Linked DNA regions of Columba livia: region 1 is linked to region 2. The links are chromatin contacts, called in public Hi-C maps. All regions are on one chromosome and are shown on one strand. The core of a region is the stretch at or near the end of the contact, and the rest is flanking DNA. Distances in the headings are between cores, read along the strand shown.

What was found. A called contact is a pair of places that touch in the nucleus more often than the background predicts.
Region 1: a contact with region 2 is called in a Hi-C map of crop, with 3 times the contacts expected there. The contact joins two enhancer-like sites. A contact is called at or near these places in 2 of 2 Hi-C or Micro-C datasets (crop and liver).

The regions. Positions count from the first base shown.
Region 1 is chr11:14,330,294-14,333,380 of bColLiv1.pat.W.v2, reverse strand. MYZAP (myocardial zonula adherens protein) reads right to left here. Exons shown (of 15, transcript XM_065076018.1): 13 at 1-432. Among named protein-coding and RNA genes, the nearest start is that of MYZAP, 51 kb to the right of the region's middle. Within about 2 kb of position 1,575, at least 2 of the 3 cell types and tissues checked have an H3K27ac peak away from gene starts, as active enhancers do.
Region 2 is chr11:14,250,660-14,253,999 of bColLiv1.pat.W.v2, reverse strand. All of the region lies in intron 15 of CGNL1 (cingulin like 1), which reads right to left. Among named protein-coding and RNA genes, the nearest start is that of MYZAP, 28 kb to the left of the region's middle. Within about 2 kb of position 1,624, at least 2 of the 3 cell types and tissues checked have an H3K27ac peak away from gene starts, as active enhancers do.

The sequences.
Region 1 (3,087 bases), core at 326-2,825, 79 kb before region 2:
TGCTGATCATTTTCCAGACAACTGCTCGTGGCTGGATTGGAGACAACTTCACAGAAAAGATTCTGATCTTTTGTAACGGTCTTGTCTTTACCATTTTTCCCCTGAGTCCTTTGATTTTTCAGAGTTGTACTTGTAGCATCTTGCTCAATACATTCTGCCTCCTGCCCTTGGGACGCAATCGAAGAAACTTCTTTAATATTAGACTTTTCATTAAAGATTGAGGAATTTTCACAGGTTTGTGTGTCCTCATTTAGAATAACTTGATGTTTGCTGGTATTAATCTCCTCCTGTTTCACCTGAAACTCCAACCTGACAGCAGATAACAGCTCAGCCGTCCTTGCTAATTCTTCCTCTTGTAAAATGGCAAGCGTCAGCTTTTCAGCAAAATCAGAGATCTTCTTACCCTTATCTGGAAGCCTAGCAATGAATTTCCTACAACAAACAAAACAAAACAGGGTATAAACAATCCCATTTCAATTTGATGTGCAGAACTATTTTATGAGAATAGCTACTGTGGCAGGTTTCTCATTCTAATGTTATTTCTGATCTACATACTAGATTTCTGAAAAGCATTAAGATGCAAAGGGCCTGCAGCCTCAAATGTATATTGTGATAAAGCAACTATTACGTTCTTACTGCTCAAAGATATAACTGCTAGTCTGAAAAGTGCAACGTGTAAATATTTAGTAATAAATATTTCACCGAAGTGGTGTACACCGTTTTTTCTGTCTGCATGCCCAGAAACAGCCGCCCAGGGATGACAACCCGCAGCAAGTAAACCCACACAGGTGCATCATCGGAGCGCTGTCCCCCGGCTGTGCCCGGGCACAGGACCCCAGAGTGTCAGGGATGGGAGGGACCTGGAAAGCTCATCCAGCCCGGTCGCCCCCGGAGCAGGAACACCCAGGTGAGGTTACACAGGAAGGCGTCCAGGCGGGTTTTCACTGTCACCGCCGGGCGTGTGACAAAGGGCCCGGGGGCCGCGCCAGGCCCGGCAGCCCCGCCCCCCCCGCTGCGGCGGCAGAAGCCGGGAGGCCCCGCGCGGTCCGTGCGGCTCCATGAGCCCCCAACGCCGCCAAACGAGGGGAAGCGGTTCGGCCGCTGCCACCGCCGCGGGGACGGCGAAACGGGCGGGAGGCCCGACCCGCTCCTCGGCGCCCGTCTCTCCTCACCGGTCCGCCAGCAGCCGCTGCTGCCGCTTCAGCATCTCCCGCAGCTCGGGGAGGCTCCGGCCCCGCACGCCGCCGCCCGCCGCGGCCATGGCGCCCCGCGCCGCCTCTCAGCGGGGCAGCCGCCCGGGCCCCGCGGCGCCGCTTCCGCAGCAACCCGGAGGCCGCCATCTTACCGGAAGCGACGGCAGCCGGCAGGGCCCGACTTGGTCGGAACGCGAAGCCGACACGGCCGCTCTTGAGCGGGGCGATCGGGAGGAACCTCCGAGGGACGGGAGGGGGCAGGACAGGGAGTCACCCCGAGGGTAGGGAGTCAGTACCACCACGCACGTCTAAAATAACGTCAGGCGTTTGTTTTCCGTGGGCTCAGGCATCTGTTGCGCCGGGCAGTGGGTGCGTTACGCTCAGGGTAATCCCCACATCACAAAATCCTTCGTGTAGAAATTGAGTTTGATTCAAGAAACATCCTCACGCTGGGCTGGGCATGAGAAGCTGTGCGGGGCAGAGGCTCGCTGTTATCCAACTCGATGCTGTCCTGTACTATGTTCAAAAAGCAGCAAAGGCTTACATGTTGCTAACGTTAACTAATTTGCATTTTCAGAGATGAACACCGTGCCATTTCCCTGTGTTTTAGTAGCTTTTAGCAGAGCATCACTTTCTATTTACGACTCAGGGTTTAATTTTTAGAGATCTGTTAAAGTTTTCTTTACATGGTGTTTATTTTTAACGTGTTCACATGTCATACAGAGACTGAAGATAAAAATTCAGGCTGTAATATAACATCGGCCTGCTTACTCCACACTCTGCTAAGTGCCATGAGCTCTAGCAAGCCCAGCTCAAAGGAATAAGGCAGTTCCCCGGTGGCAGATGTCCGCCTTTTAAAGCTGAGCTCAGGGGAGGTTTCGTGATCTAAGTAAGGCTGAAGAGGCCCATTTCTCAGAGATTGTTTTATGAACAGAGGGGTACCCCGGAGGGGGAAGCATTTTAAGCTGCCCGCCCCTTGTTTGCTCAGCTGGAAGGTGGCTGAGGGCCGGGGGAAATTAGATTAATCAAATAGGCAGCTACCCATGGAATAAATACCATGACCAGGGTGAAAAAAACAAGCTAAGGGACTAGCTGAAGAGACCACTTCAATGTCTGTTACACACAACCTCGATCACCTCCCGTGGGAGATCCGTGAGGGCGTTCTCACCAGGAGATCACCCACTGATAGAGGACACAAAACTGTGGTTTGGTTTGTGGTGTTGGCTGGTTGGTTTGGGGTTGTTTAATGATTTCTTAAATAACTTCCTCACTTAGGACATTATCTCAAGGGCTATTATTAGATACAGTTTTCAGTCAGTCTGTTTTCTGTCACTAGATGTCTAGAGTTAAATATTAATTTATTCTGCAATAGCATGGCTGGAATTACTAAGCAATTTAGTGTAATTTCTAAAAGACAATTAAATTATTAGAATGACAATGAAAAAAAAAATCAGGTATTCTAACAAAAAAGAATAAACCACATTAAAAAAACCAAACAAACAACGCAAAGATGTGACACTGGAATAATTCACCTTCGTATATAGTGTAGCAAAAAAGAAAGGTATTCAAATAACTAAGTAACCTATTCTAATACAGATTCCCATTACAAGGAACATTGCAACAGATACTTATGCCTGAATTTTTAGTGTTTTCTGTTTTATCAGTGCCAGTTACAATTCAACTGATGTATTCTACTCATATGACATGTCAGGGGAGATGGCCATGAAGGACAACTGGCTACATTTTTTTCAGGTGAAAAAATTTCCTGTCAGAAATATCTGAGTCTGCCCAAAATTTGCATTAAAACTAACATCCTTGCTTCTTTTCTGTTACAGGTATCATTTCTGTTGCACTTTTCCCATTTCCTCGTACGTCTTTTTATTTGGAAAAGGTG
Region 2 (3,340 bases), core at 375-2,874:
TGTACCTCCAAAAAGACTGACAAAGGTTTCAGTGGTCACAGCATTCTTCCCTGCTTTACAAGAGTTACACATGGACTTGCATAAATGCACCATCACAGCTAAGCAGCTCTAAGTTACAGATTTATCTCACTAAAGGTATTTCAAAAGCCACTGGGAATTCTTGCATACAAAAAAATCAAAAGCAATGCTAAGAATGTGAAGGTTAAACAAGTACTGCACATGAAATTTTACCTTAGGCCTTTTTTTTACCACACCATAATATTAAATGATATATTTTTAGTTAATCACATGTTTAAAAGAAGTCATCTACACTGTTTCTGTAGCTTTGAAATGAATATATGAATACAAACAATGGCAGCAATGCATGCAGTTGCATATGTTATGTCACAGTATAGTTTCAAAACAGTAAAAGGCATTCCTGAAACCTAAGGTCATAACAGTTACTGTACTACAAACGTTAGCAGGTGGCTGTGCTCTCAACAGCTGGGTAATTTCCTAAAAGCTCTCATTGTCACATAGAAACCTAATAATAATAACGGTGGTTTATATGTTTTATAGTAAAATATTATTTTATATATAAAAAAATTGAATCACTCATATATACAATAGCTGCATTTATTCATTAAATATATGAAAAAGTTATAATGTGAGAATTACATAGAATTTATTCCACTGTAATCGCTTTAGCTATTAAGACAGACATGGGGAAAAAAAAAAAATCAAGCAAAATTTGTAGTAAAAGGAACGACTAATTAAAAATGCAACTGTTAACTGAAGAAAGGGTTGTTGTTTTATGTAGGAACTTGCCTAATGGACCACTCTGAAGTTCTACTGTGCTCTCACTGTGCTCAAAGGCTGTGACAAATTTGTGCAACCTTCCCAAGATCTCACATTAGGGAATTATTTAGAGGACAATTATCATATTTCCAAGATGACTGCCACTGTTGTTGGACATCTCATGGTAAAAGCAACCTCACAGAAAAACAGTGGGAGAGAGAAAAAGTACTGTATCTGATTAGGATCAGGAAGCTACGTGCAAATATATACAAGATTATAAGAAGAGAAGGGCAGCAGGACACAGTTCTTGCTGCGGGAGGTGGAAACTGTTTTCACTTATCCCCTTGCACTATTCATTAGTAAACACATAATTAGTATGCACAAAGGAAAAAAGCAGTTGTCTGCCAAAATGTGCTCAAACTTTTCACAGCAGCTAAGATAGGCTCTGGGTATGTACCATGTGGGACTTTGTGCTGCACATTCTACCTTTCCTATATCTAATACATTCTCTTAAAACAATAAACCATTTCTGCAGCTTAAGGCAACAGTTATCACAGTTGGATCTGAAGAATGCTAACGACAAAGAATTGAGAAAAGCAATAGTATCAGGTTTTACAAAGGTTTATTAGACATAATAGTTCTTTGTGCCAGCTTTAGGATTAAAAGCAGCTGTTGAGTTCATTATGAGTGAATGTAATTTGAGTTCTAATAATATTTTAGATGCTATCACCTTTGCTTACCATCTTGCACTAGGTTCACAGCCTATGTTGCTTTTTAATATCTAAGTGTGGGGGGGGGGAGAAATCCATCTGTCTATATTTATATAGACCTACACACACAGTTCTCAAGTATGTGACCAAAACCCCTTGTGTTTAGCAAACAAACAAGCTAAAGCCAAGCTAAACCCCTTTGATCCTTCCTAACTAAAAAGCAACCTTCATGTCCACATTTTCATTTGTCTGCTTCCCACAGCTGGTACCAGCTAAAGAGCAGGTATACAGCTGGCCATTGGGAACACTTCACCAAAAGGAAGTGAATTACAAGGTCACTACATTTTTTCCGTTCTGTATTTATTCTAAAATTGTCACGGAAACTAACTAGTCCATTTTTCACACTTATTGCAAACAACTCTGAAGTCAATAGACTCATGTTTGCATTTTCACAGAAGACAAGAATTTATGAGGGTGGTATCTTAAGTATTTTTCAATTATGTTTGCAAAAACAAATGGCAAGAGGTACTTCATTTCACTTGTTTGTAGGAAGAAAGCCCATCACGTAATAAAAAGTGCCCTGTCCTTGCTCACTTTGAGACACAAAAGAACAGCTGAGCGCTCCAGCTTTCTGTGTGCGTGTGTATTGTCTGTTTGTTGACCATTTTGCTCTTTCCACAGTTGCTAATACCTTATTGTTTAAAAACTAATAGAATATGATCCACCTTTCCCTCCAATATTTATTGTTATTTCTACTTGCTTGTGGTATTTCTGGAGAATGAGACAGGGAAGATGAGAACAGTGTCTCACGCAGAAATTCCCAGATTCAAAAGGGTGTTTAAATTAAAAAGTATAACATTTCATGGTAAATGAAATGTGCCAATGTTTATTCAAACAATTAACTTTATATAAAATAGAAACAGTTGTTTCAATTTGTTTTTACTAGAATGTTGAGTATTATAGTTCATTATCAGTATATTAAAATAACACATTTATAATAAAAAAATTACAGAAATACAGATATTACCAAAACAAATCCATTATGATTTCTCATGTCATTATAAATGCTTAGCAGACCCTGAAATACTTTAGTAATTTGACTACTTAGTCATTCTGGCATGAAATCAAAACAAAGCAACCCTTGTAACTCATGTGTGAAATGAGGAACTCCAGACCTCAAAATAAACACATCTTTTACCCATTATGTAACATTTTGGTCACCCATCTGTATTTTAGGGTTCCATTCAGTTAGCAAATTAACTTGCCATAGTACCCACTGGTGCGGCTATGACTAAAGTTCTTTTATCCCAGGCTTACAGCACAGGGATAGACTCCAGTATTAAAGGCTTCCTAAGTCAACAATAGCATGACCCCACATTGTTATGGGTCCTTTACGTTCTATTTCACTCACTGACTCAGAGTCTGTACAATATCAATGGAATAAGAGCAAAAAGACTATATGGCGATCAAATAAAATCTCAGTAACCTGAGTCCGAAAACATAGTAATGGTGCCTTGCTGTTTGAAGGATGCATGAGGAAAGCTGAGCTCTAACTCACTTTAAAACTCTCCAGCTGTCTAAGTGAGAGATAGAATTTCATTGAAAAGACATAGAAACAAAGATTTTGCTCTTGGTTCTCCCTCTGAAATTAAAGCTATTAGAAAGAATGTCAGCAATTCTTGTTTTCTGAAGAAAGAGAGATAAATGAAAGCAGAACAGACTACTATGGATTGTGCCTCCATGCAAACTGCCTCCTGGACTTGCAGGAAATTACTAATGAGGTACAGTACTTAAAGTAAAGCTACAGTAGTAGACATACTGTAATGAGCTAGGCATCAGTTTCACATCTTTCA